Linked DNA regions of Mus musculus: region 2 is linked to region 1. Evidence: chromatin contacts called from public promoter capture Hi-C data. All regions are on one chromosome and are shown on one strand. Each heading gives the region's core, a stretch centred on a gene start, on an enhancer-like site or on the middle of the called end of the contact. The rest is flanking DNA. Distances are from core to core; before and after follow the strand shown. Region 1 overlaps Kif1b (kinesin family member 1B). Region 2 holds the start of Ctnnbip1 (catenin beta interacting protein 1).

Evidence for each region. Promoter capture Hi-C pulls out the DNA fragments that hold promoters and counts their contacts.
Region 2: a contact with region 1 is called in a promoter capture Hi-C map of the SN4741 cell line, with 2.3 times the contacts expected there. The contact joins the promoter of Ctnnbip1 here to the enhancer-like site in region 1. A contact is called at or near these places in 11 of 39 promoter capture datasets (the 3T3-L1 cell line, 3T3-L1-derived adipocytes, the C10 cell line and 8 more), 2 of 484 Hi-C or Micro-C datasets (bone marrow-derived macrophages and cerebral cortex), 1 of 115 datasets of contacts at active chromatin or transcription factors (trophoblast stem cells) and 2 of 9 other capture datasets (embryonic stem cells and liver).

What each region holds. Positions count from the first base shown.
Region 1 is chr4:149,253,880-149,257,279 of GRCm38.p6, reverse strand. The region is part of intron 15 of Kif1b (kinesin family member 1B); the gene reads left to right. Among named protein-coding and RNA genes, the nearest start is that of Kif1b, 52 kb to the left of the region's middle. Within about 2 kb of position 1,514, at least 115 of the 459 cell types and tissues checked have an H3K27ac peak or open chromatin away from gene starts, as enhancers often do. A contact at or near this core is called in the SN4741 cell line, cerebral cortex, liver and 1 more, where this site is marked.
Region 2 is chr4:149,515,729-149,519,507 of GRCm38.p6, reverse strand. It overlaps Ctnnbip1 (catenin beta interacting protein 1), which reads right to left and starts at 1,267. Exons shown (of 5, transcript NM_023465.4): 1 at 1,129-1,267. It overlaps Gm24381 (a small nuclear RNA gene), which reads left to right and starts at 2,226; the gene lies at 2,226-2,329.

The sequences.
Region 1 (3,400 bases), core at 265-2,764:
AAAGCCCTTAGTTATGGGAGAAGAGGGCTTTCTCCTCCTGTCTGGTACAGCTGAGCTCCTTGGGCCATGGTGCTACTCAACTGTAAATTGCCCACTGTATTGGTTCCTTGCTGGAACCAAATACCTGAGAAGAAGCAACATAAGGGAGCGTTTGTTTTTACGTCATGGTTTGCGGTTAGTCTGAAGAGAAGGCGTGGCTGCTGGAGTTTCCATGAGGCTGCCTGCTCGCATCTTTGCAGATCAGGAAGCAGAGAAAGAGTACTCACCTGGCTTTCTCATTGCCCCTCTTTATTTCGGTCTCGAACCCCACTTCACAGGATAGTTCTGCCACATTCGTGGTGGGTTTCCTCTCTCTCTAGCTTCTCTGGCAGTGCTCTCGCTGACAGTCAGACACGGATCTAGTTTTAAGTTGTGTTAAGTTGATTATTGTCACATTATTCCTGGCTCCCAGCTCTGCAGACGGGGGTTCTTTCAGTCTGTTGCTGGCTATGGCCATTTGTGTTTTGGCTCTGCATGAATGTGAAAATCAGGAGTAGTCCTTGTCCTTCCTTCAGCGACTGCAGTGAGAGCAGACAGGTGTCACCTGTGGTGCTGAGGCCATACTGCCAGCACTCCTGCCAGCATCGGGCCACAGCGGGAGCATCATGTTCTCTTGCCTGCTGCCTGCTGCCTGCTGCCTCCATTCTCTTGGCCTGTGTGTTCAAGAGTACTAGGGTAGGGGAAACTCACTGAGAATGTAGAAGTCACGGCCATGCTCCCAGTCAGGGACCCTCTTCACCATCACTCAGTATCCCCCACTAACAACTGTGCCCATCTGAAGACAGTTGAGAACAGCGGCTCTCTAATAGGTAAAGTCATGAGAGAGGAAGGTAGCCAGGCTGGCTTGTTGAACACTTCACTACAGAGGTCAGTGAATCTGTGTCAGGTGCTGTCACTGTGGCTTTCAGGTGAACTGTAACAGACTTCCTGTGAGTCCTTTCTTATCATCCCATCTTTTCCTTTGATTTCTTCCTTCAAAAGGAAGGTGATTCCAAAATAAAAACAATGCTTTTGTGTCTTGATTCAGAAAGTAAGTGAAGTTCTAAAATGCCTGGCAAAAGGAGAGGAGGGAGACATCTTTTTATTCAAGGTGCAAGGTGCAGGGTGATCTCTGCTGTTGTGAAACCGACTTGGAAGCTTTCCTATGGATTCTGTGGGAGTCCTGTGTGGGAAGGAGTGTTCATTCACAATTTCCTCATTAGGAGGGGTCAGTGACCATGTTGCCAGCAGGACTCTGGCAGTAGGGAAAAGTGAAACTTCCCTCTAATTGTTTACATCAAATGTTCACCTCCTTTAGAGATGGTGAATCTTACCTATTTTTATATTGTACCTTCCTGAAGAAGTGAGATTACCCTTTTCTTTCTCTGATGTAAAGGAGAAATTGCTTTCTGCTTGCTAGCTAGAACCAGCTGACAGCAATGCCGCGTGTTAGGAGTCAGGACGGCAAGTAGGCTTTTTAAGAATGAGGTCACCCAGTAGCCGTTCCCAGTGGCTTTCAGGGAATAATGCTTTCCTTATTGGAGGAATTCTCTCCCAACTGCCTAAATCCGATGAAAACAAAGCTGTAATACTTTAATCAGCACATAAACTGCTCTCTTAACTTCCCTTGAAGCAACGTAAGTAAAATCTTTCTCTAGCTTTATTCTAGAGTGCAAATAGCTTCTTTACAGCTTTGTGATCAGTCACGCCGTAGCTCACTGAAGCAGAAGCCTGGTTCTGCTCTGACGTTGTGAATGGTGAGAATTCCTTTTGGACAGGCCTGCATTTTAATGATGCAGGCAGAGAACATCTTTCATCCAGCGTGTGGGACAGCAGTTGTACAATAGAAACGCTTGAGAATGTCCTAGGAGCTGCATTCCTAAGGCATGACACTGCAAGAGAAAAATACTGTAATGGAGAACAGCAACAATGGGGGCTAATCCATCTTCCTAACGGTTTCTTTGCCTTTCTTTGCTCCTCTGTATTTTTAGCTTAAGGTCAGCGTTCGCACATTACTTTTCAATAGGTGCTGCTCCCTCCTTCCTCATTGACTAGCCTATTTCCATACATAATATTAGTATCCCGATTCCTTTCTAAACTTCTCTGGCAAAAAAAAAAAAAAAAAAGAAACAAGATAGTGGTATGTAATTTTTCTTTAAAGCCAGGACTTGAACTGAGTTGAAGTCTCGCATACATGACTTGGTCTTTGTACTCAGTACTAAGCTGTAAGCATGTAGCTATAGCCACTGGCTCTGATGTTTATAGACTGGCATCAAAGTCAGTACTGAGAATGCCATCGCCCAGATTTAGCCTATAAATATCTATAAACATCCATCATAGAAGTGAGCAGGACAAATGCTGTCCCAAGCAGTGTTTTGACCCCACGCTTGGACTCACTCAGGAAGCTTGGGTACAGTGAACCTTAGCTACCTGGTGGCTTCAAGCAGTGCTCCATGGAGTAAACATCCAATCTTCCAAATGTTAAAACATAACCTACAATGTTTTTTCGAAGTATGTCTGATTTGCCTTACCAAATTTCCTACCTTCTTACTGCCTCATCAAGAAGAAATAAAGAGCTGAGCTGAACATAGTAGCACATCCTGTAGTAGTCTCGGGACTGAGGCCGCAGGATCAGCGATTCAGCATCATCTGTGACCAGTGAGTGTGAGGTTAGGCAGGGCCATGTGAGATCCTGTCTGTCAGTCAATCAGTCAATCAATTAATCAATCAATCAAGTAAAGATCAGTAATAGTTAGGAAGACCAGGTCAAGGAGTAAGATAAGCTTAGGTAAATTGCCTAGATTTTTGATCTTTAGTTTTCTTATGTATAGAGTGATTGTAGAATTAGTGTTAGTCAGTCTTTGCTGGCACTAAAGGTTTGCTAGTGTGCCACTCAGTTAACGCTTTCTCTAAGCCGCTGGAGTGTTTGCTTGTCTTTTGTTTTTCAGTTTTTGAGACAGGGTTTCTCTGTGCAGCCCTGGCTGTCCTGGAACTCACTCTGTAGACCAGGCTGGCCTCGAACTCACAGAGATCCACCTACTTCTGCCTCCCAAGTGCTGGGATCAAAGGCGTGTGCCACCACTGCCTGGCTTTCCTTGGAGCCTTTTGAAAATAATAGATTTTCAAACAATATAAATATTATAACTTAATACCATGATTTTAAAAAAAGAAAGAAAAAAATACCTTGCTTGTTTGATGTTAGTATCACCCTTCCTCTATCTGGTGCAAATGTACACATGGATTCACTACTTATCTATTTTTATTAGGACTTGGAAGACTTGTGTGTCTGATGTGCACTTAATTTTAGGCTTAATTTTGAGTTTGAGTTGTTTTGTAATAAGAAAAAATGAAATAGAGTTTAAAACATTTATGATTCTTACCT
Region 2 (3,779 bases), core at 18-2,517, 260 kb before region 1:
GTTGGCACCTTTATTTGTGATTCAAAGTCCTGCTTTGAATCCAAGGAAGTGCTGGCGTCTCCAGACACCTTCATGGCAGCAGAGATCAGTTATCACAGGGTTTCCAGCCAGGAACAAGAGCCTGGTGGTGGTAGGAGCGAGCCAGAAGCCAAGAAGCCAGAAGCCACTTGAGAACTAAATCTCAAGACAAACTGACTTGCCTCCAGATCCCACAGCAACATACTCTGTGCCTCAGTTTACCCAGCAGTTATCTAGGCACACTTCCTTTGGATCTGTAAGTGACAGGAGACAGAATAATTAACAGCTAGAGCATAGTTAGATCCTCAGATAGAAAGTGCTGCAAGCCGCACGTCTCATTATTCATAAAACTCTTGATCCCCTTGGGCCTTCCCATGAGCTAACCGGCAGAGTTACTCCTAAGTCAAGTTCCATACACAGAAGCATGCAAAGGCTGCAGGGCCTCTGCAGGTAAAGTGTCCAGAGCTCCAGGCTCACGGAAAAGGGAAGTGCAACCTTGATAGGGGTGGCAAAAAGGAGGGGATACATGCAATTTGGAGGTCCGAGTGGTTAATCTGCAGGCTCACGTTCCCAAGTGCCCTGCGAAGGTGAGACATGTGTCTCTCACATGTACCTTCCAAAAACACCAAGGAGAGGTGGAATCAGGGGAGCGGACGGTGCATTTAAACTAGAAAGGGAGGAAGGGCAGCTGGGCGGACAGACAGACCTTGGCAGCATCTAGGAAGGGAAACATGGAGAGTCAGGATGCTGGGAAAGAGGTGCGGTAAGGTGAGGAAGAGACAGGGCAATGGGACCAGGAGGGTGGACAGACGATGACAAGCACGCGGGCCCAGAGGGGTGAGCAACTGGGACACCTGTGGAGGAGACCCCCAAGAGAAAGGGAGGAAGGCAGCAGGGTGGTCTGCGGCGGGAGGTAGCAGCGCCGGGTGTGGTGGGGACGACGGGTCCAGGCCCAGGGCGCCGCGCCAGCGGAGCCGGCCCGGTGGGTCTCTGCGGGGTCGAAGGTGCCTTCCGCGGCCCCTCCCCGGGAGACAAAGGGCCGGCGGCTCCCCCGCGTCCCGGCGCAGCGCCGGCCCCCATGCTGCGGTCGCGGCCCGGCCTCGCGCTTACCTGGGCCGCCCGAACGCGCGGCGCCGGGGGCTGCGGGTCCGGAGCGCGGCGGCCTGTTCCGGGGCGCGCTCAGCCGGAGAAGCAGCCGCGGCGGCGGCAGCAGCACCAGGAGCGGCCGCCTCAGCCTCCGCCTCTCCGTGAGTCACCGCGGCCGGGAGGGAGGGAGGCGCCAGGCTGCCGGAGGAGGGACCGGCGGAGGGGGGCGGCATCAGGCTCCGCGCGCGCGGCGGAGGCGCGGCGCCGACCACGCCCCAGAGGGAGGTACCCTGAGGGGCGGGGCCTGAAGGGGTGGAGCCCCTAGAGCGGGAAAGGAACAGGCATTGGTTAACACACCTTTGGGGCGGGCTGCTTGCTGGAGGGCGGAACCCTGAGCCTCAACACGAGAAGGACAACTCATTGGTCATCTCTGGTTGAGGGCGGGACCAGAGGCTCGTGGGCGGGGTCTCGCGGTGGGTGGGTAGGGGCTCTGTCTGTACTGAGAACCCAGGGGAGGAGCAGGCGAGGCTAGAGTGAGGGGTCATATAGGGTAGAATTTTCACTGAGGCCACTTGACCCAGAACCCCAGAAAGAATGAAATGGAAGAGGTTGCAGACTATTTAGTGGCGTGGGCGTGGTATCTTGGAACAGTTAGGTCTGCTCTTGAATTTGGGGCCTAGCCTGGGGTCTGTGAAATCCAGAGTGCCCAGGGCCTCTGTGATTAAAATCTTTCTACCGGCAGTCTTGCTGTATCTGGAGAGGTTGAAAGGGGAAAATTGTTCATTTTCGGCAAATTGCTTTTAGTTTAAAGGCACATGAATGCTTAAGAGTGGTATCATTTCCAATTTATTTTTGAAAAATTTATGTGTGTGCCTCCATGTTTGTATGTGTGCCACATGTATGTCTAATGCCTTGGCATGGATTCCCTGAAACGAATTACAGACAGTTGCGAGCAACCATGTGGGGCTGGGAACTGAACTCTGGTCCTCTACAGAAGCAGCAAGAGCTCTTAGCTGAGTATACTCTCTGCTAGTGTCCATGGGCACCTACCCATGGTATACATACAACAGGCATCCACACATAAAAATCAATTGAATAAATAAATTTAAAAACTAAAAATGGTACTCATTCCGGTAGCATACATACTAAAATTGAAACAATACAGAGATCAGCATGGGCCTGGCACAAGGATGACACACAGATCTGTGAAGCATTCCATAGTAAAAATAGAATTTTAAATGACAAAAACTAAAACCTTAAAAATACAGTAAACTGTGTTTGTTTTTTTTTTTGTTTGTTTTTGTTTTTTTGTTTGTTTGTTTGTTTTTTTCAAGACAGGGTTTCTCTGTGTAGCTCTGGCTGTCCTGGAACTCACTCTGTAGACCAGGCTGGCCTCGAACTCAGAAATCTGCCTGGCTCTGCCTCCCAAGTGCTGGGATTAAAGGCGTGCGCCATCATACCCAGCTTGTAAACTCTTGTGTGTTGTTGTTATATGACTATGCCTGGGGAGAGCAAACATCTACTCACCTCAGACAGGGAGCCAACTGCAGACCAAAACTCTACCAAAATCCAACTTGGTAAACCTATGAATTTTATTGGTGTGACTTATAGGAGTATGGGTGAAGTTACAAGAACAGAAATGACTCAAAGACGATTGTGTCACCAAAGTCCACCCTAGCATGAGTGACAAAAGCTGGGAACCTGAAACACACTGCACAGTCCATAGGTAGCACAGCAGGTTGGAAAATGTCCTTGCCCTGTAGCTTGGTTGGTCCATGCCTCTTCTAGGTAGTTCAGTCGGCTTTATTGCTTGGAAAGGAAGGGGGCTAGTGAATCTGGTCAATTTCAGGAACTTCCTGAAGCCACTGAATTGTTTACCTCCTGAGTTTAGTAAGTTTAGCTATAGGATGGAATGTTTTATCTTCCTTAAAAAAATACAGTCCCTTTGTCTTCCCTTTAACATCTGTGTTTAAAGGACCTTCCTTCAAAGACAGAAGGTTTTCATCTTGGAGGGAACTGCTACACAACAGTTAAATGTGTGCATGTTGTTTGTATGTGTACATCTGTGTGGAGGTCAAAAGTCAAAGTCTAGTATCTTCTGGTTTTCTTTTTGCCTTATTCTATTTTTTTGGTTTTTTTTTTGTTTTTGTTTGTTTGTGTTTGTTTTTTTGAGTAAGTTAGTTTCTCTCATTAGTCCTGAAGCTGAGGAACACTTCCTGGGTTTTTTTATTTCCTTTAATGACTTATTTATCTTTATTTCATATGTATTGGTGTCTTGCCTTCATGTGTGAGGGTGTTGGACCCCCTGGAACTGGAGTTACAGACAGTTGTGAGCTGCCACATGGGTGCTGGGAACTGGTCCTCTGGAAGAGCAGCTGGTGTTCTTAACCACTGAGCCAGCTCGCCAGCCTCTTGATGAGTTCTCTCATCAAGCAGCAGCCTGCATAGCAAGCACCTTGTGACACTTTGCTAGCCACAAGGCAGAAAGCCGCTGCCTTGGTTTCACTTTGATGTGACTGTGTGCAGCATCCCTAGTGTGTGGTGTCTTCAGCAAGGCAGCAGGTAGGTGATCAAGAGCAGTACCACGCAATGGCGCCTCCATTGTTTTGAAGCCTCCGTGGCTCCCTGGCCACCAGTTCACAGAGAGAGGCTCACACCTCCACTGAAGACTTACA